Linked DNA regions of Mus musculus: all the other regions are linked to region 5. The links are chromatin contacts, called in public Micro-C and promoter capture Hi-C maps. All regions are on one chromosome and are shown on one strand. Each heading gives the region's core, a stretch centred on a gene start, on an enhancer-like site or on the middle of the called end of the contact. The rest is flanking DNA. Distances are from core to core; before and after follow the strand shown.

The links. Promoter capture Hi-C pulls out the DNA fragments that hold promoters and counts their contacts. Hi-C and Micro-C count contacts between places; a contact is called where the count stands out from the background.
Region 1: a contact with region 5 is called in a Micro-C map of embryonic stem cells, with 3 times the contacts expected there. The contact joins the enhancer-like site here to the promoter of Slit3 in region 5. A contact is called at or near these places in 5 of 39 promoter capture datasets (the 3T3-L1 cell line, the HPC-7 cell line, embryonic stem cells and 2 more) and 4 of 484 Hi-C or Micro-C datasets (embryonic stem cells and pre-B cells).
Region 2: a contact with region 5 is called in a promoter capture Hi-C map of hippocampal neurons, with 3 times the contacts expected there. The contact joins the enhancer-like site here to the promoter of Slit3 in region 5. A contact is called at or near these places in 9 of 39 promoter capture datasets (the 3T3-L1 cell line, the HPC-7 cell line, embryonic stem cells and 4 more) and 1 of 9 other capture datasets (embryonic stem cells).
Region 3: a promoter capture Hi-C map of hippocampal neurons shows a contact between it and region 5, with 3 times the contacts expected there. The contact joins the promoter of Fbll1 here to the promoter of Slit3 in region 5. A contact is called at or near these places in 8 of 39 promoter capture datasets (the 3T3-L1 cell line, embryonic stem cells, hippocampal neurons and 3 more) and 1 of 9 other capture datasets (embryonic stem cells).
Region 4: a contact with region 5 is called in a promoter capture Hi-C map of stem cell-derived epiblast-like cells, with 2.1 times the contacts expected there. The contact joins the promoter of Insyn2b here to the promoter of Slit3 in region 5. A contact is called at or near these places in 2 of 39 promoter capture datasets (embryonic stem cells and stem cell-derived epiblast-like cells) and 1 of 115 datasets of contacts at active chromatin or transcription factors (embryonic stem cells).

The regions. Positions count from the first base shown.
Region 1 is chr11:35,984,089-35,987,059 of GRCm38.p6, forward strand. No RefSeq gene overlaps it. Among named protein-coding and RNA genes, the nearest start is that of Wwc1, 5.0 kb to the left of the region's middle. Within about 2 kb of position 1,388, at least 79 of the 459 cell types and tissues checked have an H3K27ac peak or open chromatin away from gene starts, as enhancers often do. A contact at or near this core is called in embryonic stem cells, where this site is marked.
Region 2 is chr11:35,741,808-35,745,137 of GRCm38.p6, forward strand. No RefSeq gene overlaps it. Among named protein-coding and RNA genes, the nearest start is that of Pank3, 26 kb to the right of the region's middle. Within about 2 kb of position 1,999, at least 13 of the 459 cell types and tissues checked have an H3K27ac peak or open chromatin away from gene starts, as enhancers often do. A contact at or near this core is called in hippocampal neurons, where this site is marked.
Region 3 is chr11:35,797,522-35,800,625 of GRCm38.p6, forward strand. It overlaps Fbll1 (fibrillarin-like 1), which reads right to left and starts at 1,363. Exons shown (of 1, transcript NM_001004147.3): 1 at 1-1,363. The coding sequence starts at 913.
Region 4 is chr11:34,313,306-34,316,256 of GRCm38.p6, forward strand. It overlaps Insyn2b (inhibitory synaptic factor family member 2B), which reads left to right and starts at 1,517. Exons shown (of 4, transcript NM_001025382.2): 1 at 1,517-1,640. All of the region lies in intron 27 of Dock2 (dedicator of cyto-kinesis 2), which reads right to left.
Region 5 is chr11:35,120,117-35,123,311 of GRCm38.p6, forward strand. It overlaps Slit3 (slit guidance ligand 3), which reads left to right and starts at 1,340. Exons shown (of 36, transcript NM_011412.3): 1 at 1,340-1,595. The coding sequence starts at 1,399.

The DNA.
Region 1 (2,971 bases), core at 138-2,637, 860 kb after region 5:
ACACAATAAAACCAATAAAGTAAATAGTAGGAGGAATGATGGAGAAACAGAGACAGTGAAAGATAGGGAGAGAAAGCTGGCTATCTCAGAAGTGGTTTCTGGCTGGCATCTGCATGCTTTAAAGGACTGGAGGCTTGGAGAACCTCTCCTGGGTTTTGTCTTCCCACTCCATGACTATACCTCCCTACCTCATACCGTCCGACCCACGGGTCCTGGAGACCACACACTGTTATGTTCGGTGACTGAGCCAATAACATCCCCTCTGTTCAGTCACGTGTTACTTGAGGTTCATAACCGTGCCCTGGAGTTGGTGGTTTCAAGGTTGAGAAAATACATTCAAAGCCAGGCCGGGCAGTGGTGGTGCACACCTTTAACCCCAACACTTAGGAGGCAGAGACAAGTGAGTTCCAGGACAGTCAGGGCTACACAGAGAAAACCTGTCTCAAAAAAACAAAACAAAGCCAGAGAGAAAGTCTGGGTAGAGCAAACTTTGGCAACAGGAGAGTCTAGGCAGAAGACATTTCTTTTTTGTTTTTTTGTTTTTTTTTTGAGGCAGGGTTTCTCTGTGTAGCCCTGGCTGTCCTGGAACTCACTCTGTAGACCAGGCTGGCCTCGAACTCAGAGATCTGCCTGCCTCTGCCTCCCAAGTGCTGGGATTAAAGGCGTGTGCCACCAAGCCTGGCTCAGAAGACATTTCTAATTTACCTCTGGGTCCTCAATGCTTAATACAGTGCTGCAAAACAAGCTGTGCCCAATGAGGCTAGCCCTTGTTCTTACTGATTCCATTCCACAGAACAGAACTGAGTCTTGGAAAGCCAAACGACTAACTCTACTAACAGGGCCCAGGTTCCAAGAGTCGGCTTCCAGTGAGGTTTTGTTTTGTTTTTGGTTTTGCTTGTTTTGTTTTTTTTAAAGACGAGCTCTCATGTAGCCCAGGCTGGCTTCAAACTCACTTTGTGAGGAAGACCCTGAACAGAAGGGTCTTCACCTGATCCCCCTGTCTCCACCTCCTGAATGCTAGGATTACAGGCATGTATCACCACACCTAGCTGTGCCCCTCATTACTACCACCTCCTCCTAGGGCTTCCTGCAAAATGTTCTCTCAACTGAGCTCCATCCCCCACCTCTCCAGTGGGTTCTCACTCGTGGGTTCCCAACAGAGCCAGAGATCTAGAAATGAGAAATGTCAGGGTCACAGTCTGATTGGAAGAAATGGGGTAGTCTTTCTAGTATAGACCATCCTTGAACTCTTGCTTTTATTTGGTTGTGTGTCTGTTCAGAGTAAAACGGGAGAAAACCCTGGATATTTGGGAGGGCAGGTGAAGCCCGGACCATTGCAGAGCCTCAGAAAGCTGAGAGATCTGAATTCCAAGCTGAGGTTTCACATACCTCCTCCACCACCAGAGCTGTCATCAAGACCCACTTTAGGCATAGAAGAAGCAGAGAAAGAGGGGGGAGGGGTGAAGAAGAGAAGGAGGGAGGAGAGAGAGAGAGAGAGAGAGAGAGAGAGAGAGAGAGAGAGAGAGAGAGAGAGAGAGAGAGAGAGAGAGAGAGAGAGAGAGAGAGGATTTAATAAGTGGAGAAGCGGATTTTTCTCTCCAAGGTGCCTGCCTCCCTTCCAGCTCCCCGTTCTTCCTGCTTTTTGTCATTAACAGGACTGGGTTTCTCCCACAGCAGTGGCTATCCTGGAGCTGGCAGGACAGGTTGCATCCATCCTATTTCCAACTGTCTCCTCAAAGAGTCCTCTGGGGCCTGGGAGTTGTTATGTCTTTCACCGGGGAGGAAATGAATTATGCACTGTGGGAGGCGGAGATGAAATCGCGGTTTCAAGGGGGTGGGTGGTGCGCAAGGAGAAAGCAAGCCTGAGAGCAGAGGGCGGGAACTGGCGCACAGAGCGCAGGCGTGCTCTCTTCCACTGCTACCCCAGAAGCTCGAGCGGAGCCCTGGTGGGAAATGGGGGTGGCGCGTGAGCGCAATAACTAGAGGGCTGGCTGTGAGTCCCCAGGGTATTTATAGCACTCCATCGCCATGGTACCCAGAAGCTTAAATTAAACTCTAGCCCAACCGCTAGAGATGCTGGGAGTGGGCTGCTCTTTACCTGTACACCTTGCAGGTTCTGACCCTGAATCCTTAGAAATGTAGCCGGTGCAGTTGAGCCAAGCACGTGAATGTTACAAATCATGCAGCAAGAAGGATGTAGGGGCGTGGTTTAAAGCCAGATAACCTGCCTCCACTAGGTGGCTGGGTGGAGCAGGCAAGAAACAAACAACAAACCCTATTTGAAAGTTTCCTTCATCTTGGTGGGTGTGTGATGTGCGACTCTGTGCCAACTCACTGGGTTTTTTGAGACAGTCTCTGACTGTCCTAGAACTCATTGTGCTATATCCCCTGCCTCCCAGGTGCTGAGATTAATAAAACCGTGGGCCATTAATTGTTCATAGAATCTAGAACCACCTGGCAAGGGAGTCTTTACAAGGAATGGTCTAGATTAGGTTGGCCTGTGGGATTGTCTTTGAAGGGCGGTCTTGATCGTCTTAGCGGAAGTAGCAGAACCTGCCTGTCCTGGCCTGTACAGTTTCCTGGGGCTGAGTCTTGAAGTAGGTAAGATTAGGGAGCGAGCTCAGCACTAACAAATAGGAATGCTTCGGTTTCCCTCGGCTCTTGACTGATTGGTTGTTTCAAGTTCCTGCTTTGGCTTCCCCACAGTGATGGACTGTCATTTGGACTTAAAAGCAGAAAAATAACGTCTTTCCCCCTTAAAGTTATTTTCATCAGGATGTTTTGTCATAGCAACGGTAATGAAACTAGAACAAAGAGCTTGGCTCAGCCCTGAGACATGAAGTTCTTTTAAGGGCAGATATTATGGTTTAGCTATAAAGTGTTCCAGCCAGGTGTGATGGCACACCCCTTTAATCCAAGCATTTAGCAGGCAGGAGCTGGTGGAAGGGAAGTCTGATCTACATAGTGAGTT
Region 2 (3,330 bases), core at 749-3,248, 620 kb after region 5:
TGGGGTGAAGACCCCATGGCTGAAGCCTGGTAGTTCAATAAGTCAAGGGAGGGAGCCACATACACTTGGGTACATACATGTATGCTCTCTGTCTTACCATGCAATTTTGTATACACCCTGGATTCTCCCAGTAACAATGCCATCACCAAATGAGGCCTTGAGACCTATACCTTCAAAGTACATGGGCAAAAATTATTTTCATTTTTTTCCTCTCCCCCTGTAATGGCTATTCCTGGTTGTCAAGTTGACTATATCTGGAATGAACTACAATCCAGATTTGGAGGGCTCACCTGTGATCCAGATCCTGAGGTTGGAAGACACAGAGGCATAGAGGTCATGAGAAACTTAGATCCAGGCATGGTGGTACATAATCCCAGGATATAATGCCAAGTAGATCTCTGAGTTCAAGGCCAGCCTGGGACAGAGCAAGTTCTAGGTGAAGAAAAGCTTAAATCCAGGCATGGTGGTGCACACCTTTAATCCAAGGAGACAGGCATGCAAATCTCTGAGTTCAAAGTCAATCTGCAGAGCAAGATCCAAGACAGCCAAGCTTAGGCAGTGAAGGAGTTGGAGAACAGAAAGCTGGTGATAATGTAATAAGAACAAGGGGGCCATATTCCAGCTCCTGCAAGCAGCAGAACTCTTCAGTTCCAGCTCTGGCTTTAGAGTGAATAATAGAAGGGACTACTGAAACAATCGATGCTGGTTAGCTGGAGCTAAGAAATTAGCGGTGATTAAGAAGAGACTAACATCACTGAGGTGAAATCTGGGAAGTCTTTTCTGCAAACACATAGAGCATAGCCAAGGTTGTACCTCGTACTGCAGCTGTACTTGGTAATGGGAAAGAGTCACCAAGGTGGTACTGGTTTTGAAGGCATGAAGGGGTTATGAAGAGCAGCTAAGGCTTGGTACTGTGAGAGGCCATGGAAGGCCATTGGTGAAGGTGCAGCCTCAGCTGCAGTTGATAGCCCAGGACTGAAGGGATCATGCAAAGGAGTTGAGGGTTGGTACCATGAAGAGAGCCTATTGGTGAAGTCTAGTTACAGTGTAACACTCCAGCGTAATGGAGATGCCAGTATCATGGAATGATCACCAAGAAAAGCAGTGGCATTGGAGTGGATCGTCCTGAGCTTAGAGTGCTACAGAGGGCAGAGCTGGGAAGTGACGCCAGCCCTTTGGAGGACCCCGGAAGATCATATGAGACATTGAACCAAAAAGCTGTAACATTGAAGTTGCTTTGGAGACCCCAAGATGTTCGAGATGCCAGAGCCGTGGTCTACCTGCTGAGGAATGCACCTAATGGAGTGGAACCAGCCCAGGAAAAAGAAGGACGTTGCAGCCAGTGTTCTGCTAGCAGCCTTCAGATGGGGATGTAGAACTTGCAGCTCCTCCTGCACCATGCCTGTCTAGATGTTGCCATCCTCCCACTTTGATGATAACAGACTGAACCTCTGAATCTGTAAGCCAGCCCCAATTAAATGTTATTCTTATAAGACTTGCCTTGGTCATGGTATCTGTTCACAGCAGCAAAACCCTACCTTAGACACCAACCTTCCCCCAACACTCCACATCCTGCCTAACCTCCCTCTCTCTCCCTGTCCTGTCCAGTAACAGCTGCTGCCCTCCTTTCTTGGCAGCAGGCTGTGGGGGAGCACAAACCAAGTCAAAAGAGTCAAAGGTTAGCATGGGCATTCCTCAGGACAGGGAAGTTGGTGAGCTGGTGGCTGCCCCTTGCAAGCAGGACCAGGACACATTGACAGGCTTTATGATGGAAACAGACCTTTCCCCAACCAATTCTTGTCTCCAGACAACCTGTAGCAGAGGCTGTCAACCATCCCCAAGGTTACCTTCTTCTGTGCGTTGGAGCAGCTGGCTCAGGAAAGGCATCTTCAGCCAGGCTCCTCAGCACCGCGCAGCTCAGCATATCCTTACGGCCAGGGGACCATCTCTTCCAACCTTCCATTGTCTGGCTCATGTTCATCTCTTTTGGCAAGCTTCAGGCACCTTCTGGGGATGAGGCCCAGAGATTCCAACTGTATAATTTTGACTCGGCATCCCAGTTAAACACTTTGATATTTGCGTTTCCCACTGGCATGGCAGGGGATAAAGATGAACAGAGAAATTCATGCTGATTTGAAATTTTAATTTTTCCCTTATTTAGAATGACATTAAATAGCAAATAAATACCATGGTATGCTGAAAGACTGTGTGTGGGAGAAAGGGAAAGGTTTCATAACCTTGTGTGTTTAAGAGAACCTCTCCCCTCTTTATATTTTCTCTGAGTTCAGCTTTTTATTTTTCAATAAGAGGTTGAGTTAAAAAGCCAAACCCCATGTCCGCATCGTTCCTTGTTTCTTCCTTTCATCTTTCCTTCTACTTTCTCCTCAGCTGGGCAGTACTGGGAACAAGGCAGGACCTCCAGATCAGGTGTCACCAGTTGCTAAAACAGGTCCACCAGCCCTGCTCTGCATAGGAGCCTCCTGTGTCCACCTTAGCCAGGGCCTTTGCACATGAGTCAGGCCACAAAGATTCAGGACGTATGCAGGCTCCGTTACTGAAGGGAGTGCTTCTCTGCTCTACGGTCAGCTCATTGCCTTGCATGTATACGCACATGTATGTGGGCATATGTATGCCAGGGCACATGTGCCAGGGGACAACTTACAGGAGTCAGGTCTCCCTCTTGTATGGGTCCTGGGGACTCAACCTTAGGTGGCCAGCTTGACTTGATCTGTTGAGTGACTTGACCTGCTGGGCCATCAGTTATATTTGCATGTAATTGCTCCTCAATTATACTCTCTAACATTTAACTCAATTATACTCTCTAACATTTAACTTGGAGTCAGAAGCTCCCCAAATGGAAAATGAACAAAAAGTGGGTGTGGTGATCTAAATGAGAAATGTCTCCCACGGGCTCAGACATTTATCTGAACACTTGGCTCCTGGCTGTCTCCCTATGTCAAGCTGGCAGCAAAAGATGTAATCCTCCAGCTCCCTGAACCCTCCTGCCAGCTGCTACTGCGCTTGCCCATCTTGATAGACTTAACTCTCCGGAGCTGCGAGTCAAAAGATGCTCTTCTATAAGTTGCTTTGAGCAACAGGAAAGGAACGGACACAGAATGGCACTATGGTTTGCCTATGATACTCCCGCACCCCTGCTCTCACCATAGGTTTCCGTGTTGGAAGCTTAGTCCCCAACTGGTAACATGTTAGAAGGTTCTGAGAACGTTAAAAGCTAGGTCCCAACTGGGAGAAAGACTATTGGGGTTGGGTCCTTGAGCTTGCCCCTGCACTTCCTGTGTGCCATGAAGTGAGGAAACACTTCCAGTGCCA
Region 3 (3,104 bases), core at 113-2,612, 680 kb after region 5:
CGACGACGACGGCGTGGTCCCTTTCGTAGGGCTCCAGAGTCAGCTGCTCCTGTGGCTTCAAGTTCTCCTGTTGCAGCTTCCTCACCTCAGAAGCAAACACGGCCTCGGCAGACGCTGTGGAGTCGATGCAGTTGGCCTTGATGGAAATGAGAAAGTGGCCTCCGTTGCGCAGAAAGGTGTGGGCGTTAAGCGCCACGATGCGCGACTGATCTGGCTGGGCCACATCGGCGAAGATCACGTCCACCATGCCAATGAGCATGCGATACTTGAGCGGGTGCCGGGCATCTTCCAGCACCGGGATGATGTTGGTGCGCTTCTTGGCCACGTTGACCAGATCGCGGCCGGCGCGATGGGAGAATTCAACCGCATAGACCAGGCCGTCGGGGCCGATGATGTCGGAGACGTGTGAGACAGTGGTTCCGGAGGCGGCGCCCAGGTACAACACTTTGGACTTGGGCTTGATGTGGATCTGGTCCACGCCGCCCAGGATGGCCGCTGCCAATTTGGAGCGGAAGGGATTCCACGTGCGGTACTCCTGTTTCTCCCCGTTCTCCATCACGGTGACGCGCTTCTCGCCGTACACCGAGACTCCAGGCACCATGTTCAGTGTGACCAGAGCATCCTCCGCGCCGCGGTAGATGAACACGCCCTCGTGCCGATGCGGCTCCACCGACACCGTGATGCCCTTCTTGCGGCGGTTCTTGTTCTTGCCTGGACCGCCGCGTCGCTGCCTGTCGCCGCCGCCGCCCCCGCCGCCCCCGCCGCCGCCTCGTCCCCGGCCCCGGCCGCCGCCGCTGGAGCCGCGTGTGCGTGCCCCGAAGCCGCCTTTGGTCCCTGAGCCCGTGTCACCTCCCTTGCTGCCTCCCTTGCCGCCACCCCAGCCCCAGCCGCCGCGGCCGCCCGCGGGTTTCATGGCCCCCGCAGCTCTCAGGAACTGCCGCGGTGGTCGGGGATCGCGAGGGACCCGGGCGGTTGCTGCGGAATGGGGACAAATTGTTGGCGGCGGCTGCCCGCAGGATTAGCCGCAGCGGGATGCAGGGGGCCGCGGTGCGCACATCCCCGGATCCACGCTTTGACGCGGTGACTTGCGTGATTGCATCACAGCCGTTTTGTAGCCCCTGTAGCCCCGGAAGCCCCCCTGCACCAGCTGCGCGCAGACACAGCCTGCTCACTTGTAACCCTTTGCCTTCTCTCGAGTCTGCTGGTATTTATTCTCTGCTTTCCCAGGGACTCCAGCTTCTTTCCCTGGATCTCGCAGTGGCCAAGCGTCTCTGTGGCAGAGAGATGGGAAGCGCGCATCCACTAGTCCTTGAGTTTCTTAGTTTCTTGCTCTCCCGTGTGTCAGCAGGAAACCTATGTGTAACCTAAATCATATGGCACTTACTTCAGAAAAAAAAAAAAAAAGGAAATTACTTCGATGTTTCGTCTGTGCTTTAAAAACCATTCTTTCATCCAAACCTTGAGGAACTGGAGGAAGAAATGGGCAGCACCGCGGATAGAAACCCAGACGTCCCTACATAGGCTTTAGCGTCCAGTCAGCACCAGGGACAGCTACCTCAAACACGTCTCTTCTGACCACTATTGGTGGCTTTGGGGCCAAGCTGGACTTCTGTGTAGCTGATCTAAGCACATGTCTGACCTCCCTGTTAGTGGAATTAAGTGCCAAGTCCAGGGAGATGGTGTTGGGCCCCCAAGGGCCCAAGTGTTGAGAACGCGACCCCCAGAAACACACAGCTTGACGGCAGAACGCTGCAACAATGACAAGAGGTTTTTATTCTAACGTGCGTGGAATAAAACCATGGGGGGGGGGGGCGTTGCTCAGCCTCGCAGGGAGAGTAAACCCCGATTGTCAAAAGTACATCTTTTTTATAATCTTTGAAAGGGGGGCACCTCACAGTGATATCATTATTGGCTAGCAAAGCAATAGTGTATTTTTAATTTTAGTGATCAGCTGTTGATGTGCCAGAAAACTTCGTCAGCAAGGTTAGGACAGTATGTGGTTTATTGTGGAATTCAAACTGAGGCAGGATTTCCAAGGACTGTTATCTGTGTTATAGCTAATTTTTGAGAACTGCTAATCTTGCTCTGGTCAACTGTGGTCATCATGACCTCTTAGTCAGTCCTCTCAGATGGGGAAGGGCCCGGGTGGTATTGAACTATTGAACTTGCTTATATTGGCAGGGAAAGGGAAAATTCCTCAAGCAGCAGGGGGAAGGGAAAAGCTTTTGCAAATAGCTTTGGTGCACATTAGCCAAGCTAAAAACTATATTTCTTCAGTGGAATGCACCTAAGAACTAGAACATGACACAGGGAGAGGATATTAACTCCCCATATGTGCACACATTAATCTCCTCTCCTGTCTCACATCCACAGACAGCAATGGCAGGGCTGTTCACCCCTGAGTATTATAAGACTTTCTTGATGAGGGCCACAAGTCTGCATGAGGATATAGAGAAGGTGGCAGAGGAAGAAATGCAGGATTCCTGTGATAGCTTGTTCGTGGGAAACACTCTAATTACAATTTGAAGAGTATTCTCTAAAATGAGTTACATTTGCTGTCTTGGTTGTGTTTCCACCAATCAGACCTTGTAATGACTAGTTTTTGCATATATTTGAATTGGCCATGGGATGCTCAGATACTTAATCAAATATTATTCTGGTTGTTTCTGGGCAGTGATTGGATGAGGTTATCATTTACATTTGTCAAGTAAAACAGATTGTCCTGCATTGTGTGGGTAAGTTTCATTTGATCAGTTGAAGCCCTGTATAAATTAAAAGGCTGCTCTTCTCCAAGGAAGAGAGAATTATGCTACCTAATAGCATTTAACCCGGAACATTAGTGCTTCTTATCCAACAACTTTTGAAGAAGGGTGTTGGTTTTGATGATTTCAGATTTGCCAGCATCCATTTTGCATGAAAAACTATTTATTTGTGTGTGTGTGTTTCATATGCGTCCTGATGGAGGTTGTCTTAGTCAAGGTTTCTATTCCTGCACAAACATTATGACCAAGAAACAAGTTGGGGAGGAAAGGGTTTATTCAGTTTACAATTCCATACTGCTGTTTATCACCAAGGAAGTCAGGACTGGAACTCAAGCAGGTCAG
Region 4 (2,951 bases), core at 267-2,766, 810 kb before region 5:
AAAGTGGAGAAGCATGAGTTATAGCCTCATATGGACCAAAGGCATCACTCAGTCTCTCCTGTGTTCTCCCTCCCAGGGTGTTAAGTGTCTGTGCTGGGGCATGCTGGCATATAGAAACAGCACTTGAGGGGATATATTCTGGAAGCTGGTAAAGAAACACTGGTCACTAATCAAGCAGGGCTGAGATAATATTCTCAACTGTTTCCTGTAAGATCCTAGAGGGATGACCATCTTGGCCAGAGGAGGTCTCACTGTGAACCAGGCCAGGCCAGATTTTTTTTGAAGGTTGCCTGGTTACTGGTGGGATACAAGGAGTGTCCAGGGACTCCCACTGCTGAAGATAGGCTTGGAAATTTCATTTGAAATTTTATTTGAAATTTTATTTGAAAAATAAAGGTGTGTGATACCTGAGTGTGTGTCTCTGTGTCTGTCTATCTGTCTCTGTTCTTGTCTCTCTGTCTCTGTCTCTGTCTCTGTCTCTCTCTGTGTGTGTGTGTGTGTGTGTGTGTGTGTGTGTGTGTGTGTGTGTATCTGACAGTCTGTGGCCTTTGTTTAAAAAAGTCTCCTGTTGTTAAAAATATTGAATATGCATGCATGTAACCTGTATATCAGCCAGCCTGTAGGTCTGCTCGAGTGATGGACAGTGCTTATGGCCCCTAGGAAGTACCCTCTGCATTCTTTGGTAGGTCTCTTAGGTTGCTTAATGTGTTCCATGCACTCATTTGCCAAAGTAGCTAACATAGGTACAGGCTCTCGTTTGCTTCCTGGTGTTTTTCAATTAGGACGTTAGGGGTGTCATGCCTTCTCAGTCAGCAGGGCCAGCTATAGAACGGAATGAGGCAAAGATGTAGGGTCCTCACTTAAAAGTATTATGGATCATTTTGGAACAGCTGAGTGGCCTTTTAAAAGAAGGAACTCGATGACTAAGCAGGTCACCTGCACAGAAGCTGGTGACCGCTAAACCCACCCCATGTTTAGAAAACATGGATATCTGGCCCAAAGCACCAAGCTTAGACTTTCAGGGGGCTCTAGCCACTTTGAGTGTAGGAATCCAAAGCCTTGGGGATCCCACCTGCTTGTTATTTCCTGGCGAGACCTCCAGGGTGGGTAGTAGTGAGTTTGTGAAATTACTCAACTCTTTCAAACCAGGCTGAAGCAGCTGCATCCTGGCTAACTTAACAAGGTCGCACTGAAATTAAGAGATGGATTTCATACCTCTGGGTAGCCTAAATGTAGGGAAGGGAGATTCTAGAGTTTGAAGAGCTAGAGGTAGGTGTGTGTGGTGTGTGTGTGTGTGTGTGTGTGTGTGTGTGTGTGTGTGTGTGTGTGTGTGTGTTTACCTGGGCTTCCTCAGTTCCTGCTCCCTCCGTCTCCTCTCTTCTCTCCCTTCCTTAAAGAATTCATCCTGTGGCCACTAGAGGGCTTTTCTTTTCACATGGTAGCTGCTGTGCAGTTTGTTCGGCTTTTTATTTATTCCTACGTGAGCAGACCCACTACACTTCTTGCATATAAACAGTGAAAATTACAATATAAAGGGCTTATTTTTTCCTTCGTTTGGAGTTATCTTGCTTCTGGTCAAAGGCTGGCTCGTTGTACAAGGAAGGGGCGGCATCTTCTGCAGGTAATTCCACTGCTTGGAGGTAAGAGATATGGGAAGGTTTGATTTTTTTTTGTTTTTTTTCTTTTTTCTTTTTTTTTTTAAATCGATGATCTTGTAGGAAAAAAATGCTGTTGTCTCTTGGACAGCAGTCTACTTTAAATCTTTGGTTTAAATGAGTGCTGAGACTGTGAGCTTGTGTGGGTGTGTGTGGTGAAAATCCACCATTGTCAGAACTGCAGGCTGCCCCAAACGCCTCGATCCGCAAGGCTTGTTATTCCCAGTGGCTTGATTTGAATTGGAAGAGGAGGAAATGCAAAGAGCGAACCTCAGAGGAGCTCAAGTTGCTGGAATTACCTCGAACGGGCTGCATTCTCTTAGGGTTTGTTTAAGGAAACTTCTCTGCCTTTTTTTTCTTTCTATCTTTAAATAATGAAAAAAGAGAGAGGGGTTTTCCATTCTTCATTGGAGAGTTTGACCATTTTATGAAATAAACCATTATTGTTTTATTAGGAATCAGTCAGTGTGTTAGAGTTCACAGATCAATCAAAGTCACTTTACCAGCTTGTTAATTTCTTTGTCCAGATCAGCATGTAGAAAAGCCCGGTTGGGTGCCTTTCACTAGGATTTGCATGCACTGTCATGGAAGTTTAGACAAGTCACTTGCATTTGCCTGTTAATCAAAAATTGACTGCTTTATCTTGAACCGGAAGCATCCTGATTTTTCTACCACAGCCTAGCTCACTTTGGTATCGATCCTTAGGTGATCACACAGATGTGACTAACAGACTCCCTGAAGTAGAACGAGCCACAGGCAGTAGGTTCATTAAAGGCTCTGTCATTTGAATTGAATAGCCATTCACGATTTCTCATGCAATGAAGGAGTAATGGAATCACTTAGTGCTTCTCTGACGGCTAGCCCCTTTCAAGATTGTCTTCAAAATGGCAAGTGTGTCTTGGCCCTCTCCCATTTTCACAAGTTTGAGACCAGACTTTCATACCTGCCGTATCTAAAATGCTTAGAGAAATTGGGGAAGGATGGTTGGGGTGACAATCAGACTATTTGCCCTGGCAGCCAACATAGCCCTAAGGTCGACTGCTGCTCCAACTTTATATCATTAAAAGTTCAAACTCCCATCCCCTCCAATGACCTAGAAAAGCCTTAATGTTGCATGGGGTTCTCGGGGAGTTGGGGGATTCCCTGCAATCTGAGCCAATTAGAACCCTCTTCTTTTTATTCCTGGCAGAAATTCTATAATCGACATATATTTACTACCACGGCATGAGGCAGCCACTCATCCATACCAAAGCAGCATGCCAGGTGCCCGGATAGGAAATTGCTTCTTAAAACAGA
Region 5 (3,195 bases), core at 90-2,589:
TTTCCTCCAGTTCCTGCCCCTTCCCTTCAAACAAACAAACAACATCATTCCTACAAGTATGTATGGAGCCTGTAACATGGCCCTTCCCCACCGGCATCTGGAAAAGCTCAGACCAGCCAATTTAGAGCAGGCACTGGCAGAATGAAGGCAAGGCTGGGGAGGAGGGGGATGGGGAATAGGTCCCTTGCATGCTACTGCACTATTTTATAAAATCACGTTCTTTTCTTTGATGTGCAAGGGAAGTCTGTCAGAACGGTGGCACCTTGAAATAAGGAAATAAAGGTCCGCAGGTGACATGATTGCCCCTTAGTCCCCTAGACAGGAAGCAGATGAAGTGATGGTGTCAATACCGGGGTCCAAGTTCTTACATTTACTACAGAGAGAGAGAGAGACAGAGAGATAGACAGACAGACTGACTGACTGACTGACTGACTGACTGTGACTGTGTGTCTGTGTAGTGTTCTCTAATCTGTAAGTCCTCTAGGAAATAGTTGTTGGCCTTAGCTGTGAACACTAATTAGGGTAGGGGCAAAGTTTCCACGGATAAATGTGTCAGGGTACAGAATGCCTAGTAGCTGTATGGTCTCGGATAATCATTTCACTTAGTCCAACTTTGACTCTTTCACCTAAAACATGAAGCCTAGTTTCTGATGCTCCCATGTGGGTATTCTGTATCCAGCTCGGTGACTGAATTAAAAAAAAAAAATGAAGCCACGAGGTTTATCAGTTCTTGGCTCCCAAGAATAAATGAATTTCAATGTTTCTTTCCTGGCGGCCCGGGCTGGCCAAGTCCCTTTCCTTCCCAGTTGGGTCTCTCTAGCTCCCCTGCTGCCTCCTCCCTACAGGCTCTTGGTTGCTCCAGCAAAGTTCCCAACTTAGTCGACGTGACGCTCAGCGCAGCCAATGGGAGGCGGAGCTGGTGTTTTGGGAGGGGGGCGGGAGGGGCCGGGCCCCGCGTCTCCGGTGTCTACCCTGCTCAGTGAATGGAGAAAGCGAGCGCCGGCTAGCTCTCCGGACCACTCCGTGCCCCAGCCGCCTCTGTGCTCCGCAGCCCAGCCCTGAGCCGGACTTCCCGGGGCACGGTGCTCCCTGGCGCTCAGTCCAGGACCCAGACAGAGCCCTCACCTCTACCGGCGACCCAGAGGGACCCGAGGGCGCTCGGTACCTGGGCACCGTGAGTGATGCGCAGCGGGGCAGCGCCAGCCCCACGGATGGAGCTGCTGCCGCCGCCGCCCGGCGCGCCCCGCTCCGCCCGCACCCCGTGCGCCTGAGCGCCGCGCCCGCCCCTCCTCCGCGCTAACTCCGCCGCCCGCCCCCCAGGCCGCCCGCGCGCCTCCTCGGGCTCCTCGTGTCCCGCCTCGCCAGGCATCCTCCTCTGGGTGCGGGCGCTTGTGCACCATGGCCCTCGGCCGGACCGGGGCCGGCGCCGCTGTGCGCGCCCGCCTGGCGCTGGGCTTGGCGCTTGCGAGCATCCTGAGCGGACCCCCTGCTGCCGCCTGCCCCACCAAGTGTACCTGCTCCGCCGCTAGCGTGGACTGCCACGGGCTGGGCCTGCGCGCCGTTCCTCGGGGCATCCCCCGCAACGCAGAGCGCCTGTGAGTACCCACCCCGCCCGCCCGCTCAGGCCACCCACCCGGCTGGCTCCTACAGAGTCGCCCTCAGGGCGCAGGTCCTTCTTTCCTCTCCGGTGCATGGGGGACGATCCCTACTCCCCTACCCCTGCTGTCAGACACGCTCAATAAGTTGGGGGTGGCGTGGCTTTGGGCAGGTGTGGAGAGAAGTGTACGAGTTGCCCCCGCGATGGGACCGCGTAGTGCCTCCCTGGTTGAGGGCACCGGGGGCTTATCCGCTGACAGATCGGGAGAATAAAGCTAGCAGAAGGCTAGCGCGGAGGAGTGGGGGGGTGTCAGAGAGCGTGGTGGTCTCAAGGTTTGGGGTTGGGTATGAGGGGTCCATTACCCCTTGCTTCTTAAAGAGGGAGAGGCGAGGTAGCAAGCTAGACGGAGATGGGGAGTTTCGATCGCAGAGACCTGAGAGCCTCCTTCCCGGACCCCCTCGCCCCCCCCCCAAAAAAAAAACCTGCGACCCTCCTGGAGATCAGAATGGGCCAGCTGCTGTGTGGCTGTCCTTGCTAGGAAAGTTGAGTGTGTACGAAAGAGGTCTTAACTTCTGAAAAACCGGACGGATTCTGAGTGGGTGCTCTCAACACCCTCCCTGCCTGGAGTGCAGCATTGGGGATGCCAAGTTGCAGCCCGGGTGAATTTTTTATGGCCGGGTTATAAATGCCTCCCCAAACGGGCCGGAGAATGGAAATGCTGACAGCCCTTTAAATGAGACCTAGCGCTATAATCTTACAAACCGCACTCAGCCTCGGATCCTGGGGTTGGCAGCTAGCGGAGAGGCTCTTGGAGAGTGGGGTGGATTGACCCTCGTTTTAACCCCAATTGTGCAACCAAATATTTACTTTTCTTATGTCAGCGTTTTGGAAAGATTTATCATTTTGATCCTCACGACCAAATTCAAAATTTGGCCTCCGGGGGTGGGCTCCTTTTAGTCCACAGTTGGGGGCGGGGTGAGGGAGTATGGAGCCCTGGTGGTGGAGGGAGCTGGAGCCTCTGAGTGGGTGAAGGCTTGCCCTAGTCACAATTCCAGCCATTGCACTGCCCAGTTGCTCTCTACCCAGCCTGTCTCAGGGTTAGCATACGGGTCTTCTTCAGTCCTGCCTACTTCAGGTCAGGAAAGAGCCGGGTTGTCCTAGCTGCCCACCACTGTTATCACCCCTACCGCCTCCCCACACCTCCCCCTTTCTTCTTCTTGGCTGTCTAGGCAGAGACTTCCTAGAAATGCTTTCTTTATTCTGGGTGTTTTCTTTTGTTTGTTGTTTTCAAAGTGCAGTGATTGTTCTGTTGTTTAGACTGTAGAAATTCTGGAGGGCTGGCCCTGAGTCTTCATTAACACCAGGAAATTAGGATCAGAAATGCAAACCGACCTGCCCAATAAAACAGGGCAAATATGCCACCAGAGAAAGGGGCTGGAATCCAGGCATCCACACCTTCATTCAGGTTTTGTATTAGACCCTATTTGTGAAAAATCTCATTTAAATGGTATTTTTAGGTATGTATAAACTAAGTTCCCCTTCTCACATGAATGCTGCAGACGAGTTAGTGAGATGATAAATGTTTAGTGGGTGCTTCC